2 separate regions of the Oryzias latipes genome follow, and region 1 is linked to region 2. A link is a contact called in public Hi-C data. All regions are on one chromosome and are shown on one strand. Each heading gives the region's core, a stretch centred on a gene start, on an enhancer-like site or on the middle of the called end of the contact. The rest is flanking DNA. Distances are from core to core; before and after follow the strand shown.

Region 1 (5,148 bases), core at 27-2,526, 73 kb before region 2:
ATCCAAACTTTATCTGTTTGAAACCAGTAGAAGAAGAAAAAATTCTAAAACTCAAAAAACATCTACAGACGTACCAGAATTAATATGATGGTGATAGAAATAGATTCCATATTTGACCCGCTAACCTACATTTGTAATTTATCCTTTCAAACATTTCCAAAAAAAATCAAAATAGCCAAAGTAATTCCATGACATAAATCAGGGAACAAACATCAACTAACAGACTCCAGAGTCTTTACTCTGACAACGCTGGACAGAATCAGGTCATTTTTGATGACTAGGGTTAAAAATCTATGGAATTAACCTTAAGAAATGTTATCAGAATTTGTGTAAATTATTTCAAATACATTTGATAGTAAAAAAAAAAGGCTTCAGATAAACTTTGGTATTTTTTCCTGTTGATCAGGTGGGGGTCGGTCTGGAGTCCAAGCTGCAGGAATGGTTTCACCTTCCACAGGACATGGCGAGTCCACGGTGGGTGGAGAGGATTTAATCTTATTCTGTATATTTATTCTATATTTATTCAATACCCATGATGCTCCACCAATCCACCACGCGGTGCGTCTTTGTATTTGACCAAAGGTGGACATTTTCACAGATTTTTAATAGCCGTACATCACAGAAAATTAAAGCATATCAGTAAACAAAACCATTCTTAAGGTGGAACGTCTATTATTACGCAAAATGTAAGAATTTGAACCGTACATTGAAATTCTTAAATGACTTGACTTAGTTAGCTCTAATCAATTTTTGATCGTTGGATTCTAGATGGACCAAAAAGCCTAACAGTTTAGTAAATAACATAATTTAGTTTAATTTTTGTAAATCACAGCTGATGTCACACTGCCTCTATTTGCTTCATTGAGGTCATCCTGTGTGGCAGGGTGTCTTTTATTTTGAAAGGAAATCATGGCAATATTTTCAATTAACAAAAATCTATTTCAATATTTATTTATGCTGAAAACAATTTATTTGTATTTATCCTAAGTGTTTTTTTCAGTCAGATTTTGCGACTCTTTTAGGGTTTTAGTCGGTGAGAAATTGGTCTTCAGTTGTTAAAGGTCGCTGACCTGTGACCTCTGACCTGCAGGGCTGGGATCATCTGTGCATTGAGATGTTTTTTTGCTGCAGGTATGACCCCGACAGCGGCCATGACAGCGGGGCGGAGGATGCGCTGGACTCTGCGCCTCCGTTCTGCTTCCTCACCATGGGGATGGGCAAAATTTACTTGCCTCAGCACAGCAACCACCCCCACAGTAACCATGGAAACGCCAACCGAGATCCCAACAGCAACGGCCCCTCCCCGCCCAAAGGCGTCACGTACCCTCTGCCGCCGCGGCTCGGCGTCTGCCTCGACTTCGAAAAGGGCCGCGTGACCTTCCACGACGCCCACTCGCTGCGGCCCCTGTGGGAGGGCCACGTGGATTGCTCCGGCCCCGTGTGCCCGGCGTTCTGCTTCATCGGCGGGGGCGCCCTGCAGCTGCAGGAGCTGGTGGCCAACCGCAACGCGGACCAGACTCCGGTCAGACGGGTGACCATCCAGCCCCGCGTGTCCAACCACAGCGCCTAAAGGGGGCGGGGCTGGAACGCCACTGCAGAGAGAGAGAGTCTGCATCTCAGCCATTTTCTGTTTTGTAATTGATTTTCATGGATAAGACGTTTCTATAGCAACAAATATGCAATGTAATTATGTTTCTTACTTCTTTTTTGTTACACGCAGATTTGCAGGATCGATTATTGCTTAAGGAGTGTGTGGTCGTTTCATCGTTGATGCTTGCACCTATAGTCAGGCTTATGCTGCATATATTTATAAAGCTGATGTTCATGTCTGAGTTTTATCCGTCCTGTGATCATGATTGCCATTTCTCATAGAGATACAGAGAGTAAAAACACAAACTGTTTGATTGCATTTAAAGGCTGAAGTTATTGAAGCTATTATGATCTAAAAATAGATGTTTCTGGGCCGTGAATCTAGAGATTTTTTAACTGGACCTTTATTTAAGGTATCAAGAACATTTTCTTATTAGGACCAGAGACAGAGTGGAACATTGATTGAATGATGTGATTATGATGTGTTGTCTCCACTGTCCTGTTCGGTATTTCTAATGTTTGTGCGTCCTCACGTGTGCGTTTCATTCCCAGAGTAAGCGCCGACTAAAGAACTTCTGTCTCCTTTTTCATTTCAAGCTTTGCTTAAATGTACGTTGACGAGCAGTTCTTCAGATAGAAAGAGTAGCAAGTAAAGTGACACAATGTCTGCAGAGTAAGAAACTGAATAAATTCTAACGGTTTCAGTGACAAAAGCGGCTTCTGCGTCTGTTCTGTTGCTCATCTGCGGTCTCTGGTGTTTGTCAGAGTCACCACCAGGGGGCAGCACAAGACAAACCTCGTCGGTGTTCCTCACAGTTTAAAACTCCAAAATATATTCACTTTTCAGAAGATGGATGTTTTTTGAAGACCACTATCATACAGTTAGTATATTCAGTATTTGTGTTCATTCACAACCTGAAACAAAGATGTTCCAGATGAATTAAGAACTTAAAATTTGTTCTCCTAAAAATCTGCATTCAGCTTAACTACGGCTTTGATTTCCGACTCCATGTTCAGACGTTTCCATGCAGTAAATCAGGCTGCAGGGCAGGAATGACTACATTTTATAGACAAATTATTAGAGAAAGATTTAATGACTAAACTATATGTGTTAAATGTATTTGATAGGGAAAGAAAATGCCTTTAAAATGTTTTAAAGTCGAGTCCCCCTCCCTATTTTTCTTCTTGTAGAATACCTGACGGGCTGACGCCTGGAATGAGGTGAACTGATGGATGCGATGCTGCAGCTGAGAGTTTGGGTCCACTTGTCCTCCCATCAAAGGGGGGGTCCCAGCAAATCAATAGGAAGGGGGTGCTGGGGGGCCGTTCTGACCTCCTGATGGCACAGAGACGGGTCACGAGCGACACGGGTCATCAAGGTGGAGTCAGACAACAGTTGGGCGGAGCTCGGTATCAAACCCAAATGAGGGCAATAAAAGTCACTGGGAGGATCCAGTAGATCTGTAGGATCAATGCTTTGATGCATGAACCCCCATGCCTGGATTTACTTCCATTTCTGTAAAAAAGTGTTTTTTCCGTTCCTGCATTAAATGGTAGGTTGGGAGTTAGACGCCTACGCCTACATGGGGGGTTAAAAGTATTCAGGTAGTATGTGGTTCCAATTCTATACCACAGACCCCCAGAGGACTTTCACTCCATTTATTTTATCCATCCGTTTCTGGGTCATTTTACAGTCAATTTTTGGTATGTGTGGTATATTTTCTGTACATCATAGCAGAGGACGCAGATCAACAGCAAAATAATCGAATTATTTAGTTTTTAATTTACTTTAATTTTAATTTTTCAACATTCTTTTTTTAAAGAGGAGGTTCCTTGTTTTACTTTGAATTTCAAAACGATTAAACTGAAACCAACAATAAATAAATCCTACATGACCGTAACTTTAGTAAAACTATGGAATAAATCCTCAACATTTGTCAGTTTGAACATAAATGATTTTCTGTCTTTTCTTCAAATGACTGAACGGATGACAGTCGTGTGGTTTTGCTGCTGATGTCTGAGGCCTTTGATCATCAGTAACATCTGGGTGTTTACTCTGTATTTTTCACAATGATGTGATAAAGACAGTGACAATATAGTGTCTGTGGTTGTTTTGTCTTTTTGTTGTCAAAGTTAAAAAACAGCCTCTGTCTCTATTTCCGCCGAGTTTATTGTTCTAAAGTTCTGACTATAGTCATCAGCCAGTGAAAACATTCATCTATTGTTGTTTGAAATGAATAAAATGAACTAAAAACAGGTCAAATAATGATCGACAGACGGATTTCCCTTGTGCCTAACATGGGTTTGAACCATAGACTGTATCTGAGACCTGGACTGAGTGTGACGTCATCCACAGAAAATGGTTTATTCCAGCTCCAACCAAATGAAGTGACCTCAGTCGACTTTTATTTTGTCAAATGGATGCCTCCATGTTGGAGCCAGACGTCGTCATTAAGCAGTGATTGGTCCAAAGCCAATCAGAGTCATCGTTTCTATGGAAACCAGTCAGCAATCATGAGTGAGCTTGTTGGAAGGCCACACCCCTACCGCTTGAAGGTTGGCTACGCTAAAATCTGCCAAACGTTTTTGAACGTTGGACGTGGGGGGGCCAGCAGGCTCCACCTACTTTTATTGAAGCATCTGATTGGTCAGTTTACAACTTGAATGACTTGAACTACAGAAAAAATATCATCAAAAAAAGAGGATTATCAAGAAGATTTAAAAAAAGACGCATCAGATCCAGAATGCCTATTCTGACCAATAGAATCGCTCTGTGGGCGTGTCCAGATTCCAGATCAACTAAAAAACCATTTAGTGTCCTGGATTTTAACACAATTTGGACGCCGTGCTCACTACTTTTTTTTGTTATAGCTAATATTGTAAGGATTCTGTGGTTTTGTTCTTGGTCATGTTTTTGGTTTTCATTTAGTCAGTATCTCCAGTTTTCAGGTTCATGATCCACAGCTGTCTTCAGTTCAGTTAATTACCCTCAGCCTATTTAAGTGTCTTGGTTTCTGGTCATCCTTGTCAGGTCATCTGCTCTGTTGTGTCACCTTTTTGTTTTGCCCCATAGTTTTGTCATGTTTCAGTTTGTTTATTAAATGTTTTATTTCCTGTCACCAAGCTTGGTCTCCTGCATTTTGGGTCCTCCACCACCAGTTCCTGACAAATATGACGACTTAGAAAACCTAGCCAGATGAAAAATCCTTCTAACGCAATGCATTGTGGTCTACATTCGCCAATCTAGTGAGCACTAACGCACAGCAGTGCATTGAGACTTCTGGGAAATTTCCAAGGCACTGGATTTGGACACGCCGACAAAATGGTGAACGCTCTTAAACCCAGAATTTCTATGCAATAACTAGTGAAGGAATTCGGATACAACTTTTGGCTTCTTTTAACCCCCCCCCCCCGGCCTTACGCCAGGGCAGAGGGGCCACTCAGTCCAGCTCTCATGTACAGTCGATGGTTTAACCCAACATACCAAACAAGTTAAGAGCCGAGTCTCATAGAAATGCGCCGTGTAATGTTGAGCAGGTCACGGACACGGTTCAGGTG
Region 2 (5,906 bases), core at 187-2,686:
CATCTGACTCGTTTTAGGTGAAATCCTCTGAGGTGAGTCGCTGCTGCACTTGCTGCCTCTTAGGAGGCGTTCAAAAGACCTAAAGATGCTGTTTGTTTGTTTGTTTGTTTAGGTTCTGTTTACAGTCTGCATCCTCGGCCTTGATTAACTTTAGCTTTTCCTCTTCTGTCAGAACTGTTTTCGGAGGATCCGGATCTGAGTTGGGATGCAGGACGTCTTCCTTGCTGCTGCTGCTGCTGCTGCGGTTTGACGCAGAGCTTTCTGGACGGGTTCAGTACAGATTAAATCACCACGACCACCTCTGCTGCGAAGCATCACGTCACACGGCCTGATCCAGAAATAGACCACACAGTCCGTTATCACATCCAGACTCTAATTTTAGATTATCGTTCAGCCAAGATTAATGAGACTCCCAGGAGGGAATGTTAAAGCCTCAAAGTTTACACTTTAATCTGCTTTAACGTCTCCCGGTTTGGGGTTTTGATTTCCGGTTTTTAGCTTTTAAGAGCGACCGGATTACAGTCCTTTGGATGCAGCCTCTGCATCCGGCTGTCTTTGGTTCTTTCCTGCTCTTTGCCCCTTGGACTGTTGCTGTGTGCCCGGCTGAAAAACCCTCCAGCCCTCTAACCTGAGGGGAATCTGTGGAGGAGAAAGCTCAGAGGCCACCTGGAGGCCGAGTCCTGCCGGTGCAGCCAGAAGCCGTGGGGCTGTCAGCAGTGAGACTGGCTGCTTTTTCTGTCCCGTCTTTCTCCTCCTTTCCAGGTTTTTTCTGGACGACAAGAGGCGTGTTTGGTTCAGTCGCATGGATACAACAAACAAATAAATCTCCATAATTACAAATGCAGTTTTGCTGAACAGCAGCCAAGTGTGGTGCAAATCCAGCGCTGATGAGAGCGCTGCTCAAACATCCAACTAGGATCCCCGAGAAATATTTCCAGAACATGAATGACGTTTATTCTTAAGCGTAATCATCATGTCAAGCACAAACAAGGTCAGTAAATGGAAAATGCTCTTTTGACAACATTTCACTTCAGAGAACACCAGACACGCCTGTTTTACAGTCAAAACCTATCCAGCAGTTTGGGGGTCCTGCTTAACATAATAAGCAGCAGCAGCAGCAACATGTATGTAAAAAGGGGGTAACAGGGGGCAGCACGGGCGGCATGGGCGGGGCCTGGTTGGACCTACGGCTACACGGCACCACTCATGACTTCATTTTTTTTCTTTTCCCCCCAAATCTAGTCTGAACGGGTCAGACTTGGTTCTGTTTGAGTTCACAGATTTCTCGGCCCCTCTGACCTTCGTCCTTCCACACTTCCTCCTCTGCTTCTTCCCCTCCTTCCATCCTTTCTCCTCGGCTTCAGTGCAGTGAAAGGACTCTTTATCATCAGGCCTGAATGCTCCGGGTCCTCTAGAACCGCGGACAATGGGCCTGTCATCAGAGTGAAGCAGAACCCATGGAAGAGGAACAAAGACCCGGAGCTGAAGCGGGCCCCTCTCTGCAGCTCAGCAGCAGCGGTGGCGGTGGCGGCGGCGCCCTGCATTCTCTGTGCAGCTGCTGCCCTTTTGCCGCTTCTGTGTTACAGAGTTACTCTCTGAAAAGGCCTTTCGCCTCCTGCAGACTCCAACAGACCTGCGGCGAGCTCACGCAGACCCCTCCTTCATGTGGCGTCTGCCATGAACATCCACAGAGAACAGGGATCAGAACCTGAGACCGACCCGGTCTGATGAACGGGTTCCACTGCAGGAAGTGACCCGACACGGTGAAGCAGCTCAGAGCTGAAGCTTCGGTACGTGACACACGCCACAAACACGTTACGGGAAAGGAAACAGCCGTAAAGGAAAGAGGCGGAGCTTAGGTTTACCTGTTCAGGTACTCTTATTTGACCAGAACACAAAAGAGTCTGATCATGAGTATTTTTTGGATCACGTCATCATCCAAATTCACGTTTATCTGTGTCGCAAAAGCAGGAATATTTTAGTTCTAGAACATTTTAGTTTTCTCACATCGCTCTGAGACGACAACATTGGTTGAAAAGAATTAAAAAAGTATTTTTTGTTTGGGAATAATATGATCATTTTGATAAAAAACATTTTGACGGACAAAATGTTAAGTTGTATTTTTAATAAACTGAAAAACTGGCAAACACATTTTTAGTTGAACTTTAATCAAAACCACCAAATTCTTCTTCAGGTTCAGACTTTCCTAAAGAGTTTGAATAAAAGTTCTCTAAGTTAAGAAGAACAACAAACACACTGGAAACAAATATCTGTAGTCTGTTTTTGTGACTTACTGCGGCTTCAGTCACTCTGAACGTTTACAGTGAAAAGGACACATTTTCTCCTGATCACGTTGTTCCATCCAGAAATCAGAAAGTGTTTTACACGCCAACGTCTGATCAGGATGTGAAAATATGAGACTACAAACAAGAACTAACATTTCTTAGTCCGTCATTCTGAACAGATTGTTTTAGCAGGACCTACGGTGGTCCAGAAGGGTCACACCACAAAACTCACAACACAATAACTCACAACACTTAGTGAGTTATTGTGTTGTGTTGTTAGTTAATTTTTGTTAGTGTTGTGACAATTTGTATTTGTTATCTTATGCTACGTTGCAAAATCTAAAGTGTTGTGTTGTGATCCTTCTGGGCCACCGTACTTTTGAAAATCTTGAAATACTGCTAATACTAATACTGTGTAATATGGTCAGATTCACAAAAGTCTACAGAAGGACATTCGTTCAGACAAAGCTCGTTAATCGTTACTGTGGAAGATTTCCTGTTCTGATTTCCAGAAGCTTCTATCACATTAGTGCTTTTCAGGGTCTGTGACTGCAGTCATGACCATGAAAAAGGCCGCCGCTGACCCCAAACTGAGGTCAATCCATTTCTGAAAACAGACAGGAGTCACTCAGCATATCAACACACAGACGGCCCCCGGCCCCATTGGAGTCATTATCCCTTTATAGGAGCAGGAACTGATCCATAATGTGGTGACCACACAGCTGCCAGGTCCGATCAGAACCTCTCCTGAACCTCTGGCTGCACCGATCCATACGGATCCCGTCGGGGATTCTGCTAGAGCGCGAGCTAAAAGCCGAGTGTACCGAAGGAGACAGGATGTCATCACCTCATGTCCACTGCTGGGACACGTTGAGGGACGTCTTCTCTGTTGGAGACAGTAGATTCTGGTCTCTAACGTCCCTCCATGAATGGAGGCTCCAGCTGAGAAAGATAGAACCCCCCCCCCCCCCCCCCCCCGCTGCTGAAACCTGGACTCCCCTAAACGGGTTCTGGCAAACATCTGCCTGACCTGCAGGAAACAGAGGTGAACGGGAATAAATGTTCCGCCTAAACGCATTGTTATTCTGATCGTTTGTAATCCTACAACCTGTTAAAAAACTGAGAGCTCAATCAGCAAAAACTTGACTTTGAGTGGAAAACATTTGATTTCTTCCAAAAAGGCCAGAAATCCTTTTTTTTCCTGTTAATGTTTTAGGAAAAAAAACTTTCTAGAAATAAACTAAACTCCTCCCAGAAGAAACTTTAATTCTTTTAGTTTGAGCAGATTTTGGTTCAGAGAAATATGAATGGATTTGCTGAATAAAACAACTTCAAGAGAAAATGTGCAAAGAAATGAATAAATACAACTTTGACAATAATTTTTGTTTTGAAACATGATGATCTCAGAATTCTGAGATTAAAGTCAGAATTCTTTTTGCCCTTCTTTTCTCCGTGGCTCCAATCGTCTGCCGTAGATTTTTTTTGATGAGTTTCCACAGATTTCTCCAGGCCCCGCCTAAAATCAACCTTCTTCCACCTTTCAGCAAATCCCATCAGCTGTTGCCCCAGCGGCAGAGATTTTCATGCCGAAAGCCCTTCCTGACAAAACCCTGTGTTCTAATCCGGGCTGGGGACCGGCACAGGGGGGCCCAGACTTGGGCCCCATGGTGGCTGCATCGTTAGGCAGGAGCGTGAAGGGTCTTCCCCATGGACCCACACTGCATGAAGCTAATCGCGCCCCCTTTGGGAATCGAACCCTGATTTTGCAAGCATCAACTGAGGCGTCCAGCCACTACAAAAACCCGAAACTTAGCAGGGTAGAATTTTTTTCCATCCATCTGTGGCGTAGAAAGCAGCAGAACATGTGAAGAACATGTGAAGAACATGTGAAGAAAGAGCATGAATGTTTGCATTGAAGCAAAGGTGAACCAAAGACATATTTAATGTTGTAAAGACATGGATCCACAGAACACAGGGACATTTTTGACAGTAGCATGTTTACAGCAGAGGATGGATTGCATAAGGACCGTGCCAGGAGGTGAACCGTGCCGCCGTGTCCTGACTCGTTGCACTGCCTCAGAGTAAATGCCCCTTGAGCGTGAAAGCGGCCCGAACCTCCTCCTCACTCGGCCCGTTGACAGACGTCATCCTACAGGGGGGGGGGGTCCTGCTTCATCTGCTTTTATCCGTTAGAATACGGCAAAATGCTGCCGCGCAGATGTTTGTGTGTTTGCTCCGACTTGACCCCACCCACTGACACCGGCGCTATTTCATAACATCATGACGTCCTCCGAAAGCTCAGCATTAAAACACGTCAGTCAGAGCTGCACGTAAAAGACACGAGGCCGCATGAAAGTTCAAAATGACATCAGTCCTTCAAAATAAAAGGTCAGTGAATCCGACCAAACTAGAATGTCTGTAGATTCAATCAAAACAAACAAGAATTATTCACTTTATCATGAATTAACTAAAGTTAATGTTTGCATTACAAGCAAAAAAAAAGAATTATTCATTCATTTAAAATGACTTTAAAGTCGTAAATTTACACTAAATGTAAACTTTTTTTTCGTAAATTTTCGACTTTAAAATCTTAAATTTACAAGAATAACATTGTAAATGTATTTATTTTTTCTCTCGTAAATCTACTACTTTAATCTCGTAAATTTACAAGAATACAGTGGTACATTTATGACCTTTTTTCTTGTAAAATTTCAACTTTATTCTAGTAAGTTTTCGACTTGGGTCATGGAAATTTACGACTTTAATCTTGGAAATTTACAAAAATAAAGTCATCAATTTGTTTTTATTTTTTCTTGTAAAATTTAAACTTTATTCCAGACAATGAAACAAATTTAGGAAAACAAAAGATAACTTCTAGAAATAAAGAAAGACATTTAAAAACGGTTTTATTATGATGGGAGATCATCCTTCTGCTTTTGCTTTTCTTCAAAACCCAAACTTCATCATCCAATCAGTGACATCCCATAATACCTACCATTGCCAGTTTCTTATGTCTTTTGTGAACGGTTCATTTTGATATCTGGAAATGACTTTGGTTTTCCAAAATGTTTCCTTTTAAATTTGTCACTTTTTTTGGTTAATTTTATTTTTTATTTCTAAAATCTAATGTTTTTCGTATTTGTTTTACTTTTTTAATTGTCGTTGTGATCTTTAAAATGTTTGTGCGTTGAGTAATTTGGACTTCAGGGCCACCGTATTTTCAGGCAAAAACATACAAGTTTAACGTGTGACATTTAAAAAAAACTACAGAAGTGATTTATTTTGTGCAGCAAGTTTATACACAAAAATAAATTACATTACAACTTTAAAGTTGTAAATTTACAAGAAAAAAAAGTTAAATTATGAGGAAAAAAAGTCATAAATTAATAACTTTTTTCAATCGTATCTTTACGACTTTTTCGTATAATTAAAATTTTTCTCAATTTATGTAAAATTACGAAAAGTAAAGTAAAAAAAAATAGATTTAATAAAGTCATACACTTATTCTTGAAAATTTACGAGAATAAAGTTGGAAATTCATGACTTATAAATTTGATTTCTTTCACTGTACTTTACTTTTCATAATTTTAAGACTTCACTTTAGTAAATTTACAACAATAG

What was found. Hi-C and Micro-C count contacts between places; a contact is called where the count stands out from the background.
Region 1: a Hi-C map of fibroblasts shows a contact between it and region 2, with 3 times the contacts expected there. The contact joins two enhancer-like sites. A contact is called at or near these places in 2 of 5 Hi-C or Micro-C datasets (embryo and fibroblasts).

The regions. Positions count from the first base shown.
Region 1 is chr11:1,122,014-1,127,161 of ASM223467v1, reverse strand. All of the region lies in intron 3 of LOC105354996 (CD209 antigen-like protein A), which reads right to left. It overlaps LOC101160671 (tripartite motif-containing protein 46), which reads left to right. Exons shown (of 12, transcript XM_020706885.1): 11 at 407-474; 12 at 1,132-2,303. The coding sequence ends at 1,570. Among protein-coding and RNA genes, the nearest start is that of LOC101160671, 14 kb to the left of the region's middle. Within about 2 kb of position 1,276, at least 3 of the 8 cell types and tissues checked have an H3K27ac peak or open chromatin away from gene starts, as enhancers often do.
Region 2 is chr11:1,047,946-1,053,851 of ASM223467v1, reverse strand. The region is part of intron 3 of LOC105354996 (CD209 antigen-like protein A); the gene reads right to left. Among protein-coding and RNA genes, the nearest start is that of LOC110015837, 14 kb to the right of the region's middle. Within about 2 kb of position 1,436, at least 2 of the 8 cell types and tissues checked have an H3K27ac peak or open chromatin away from gene starts, as enhancers often do.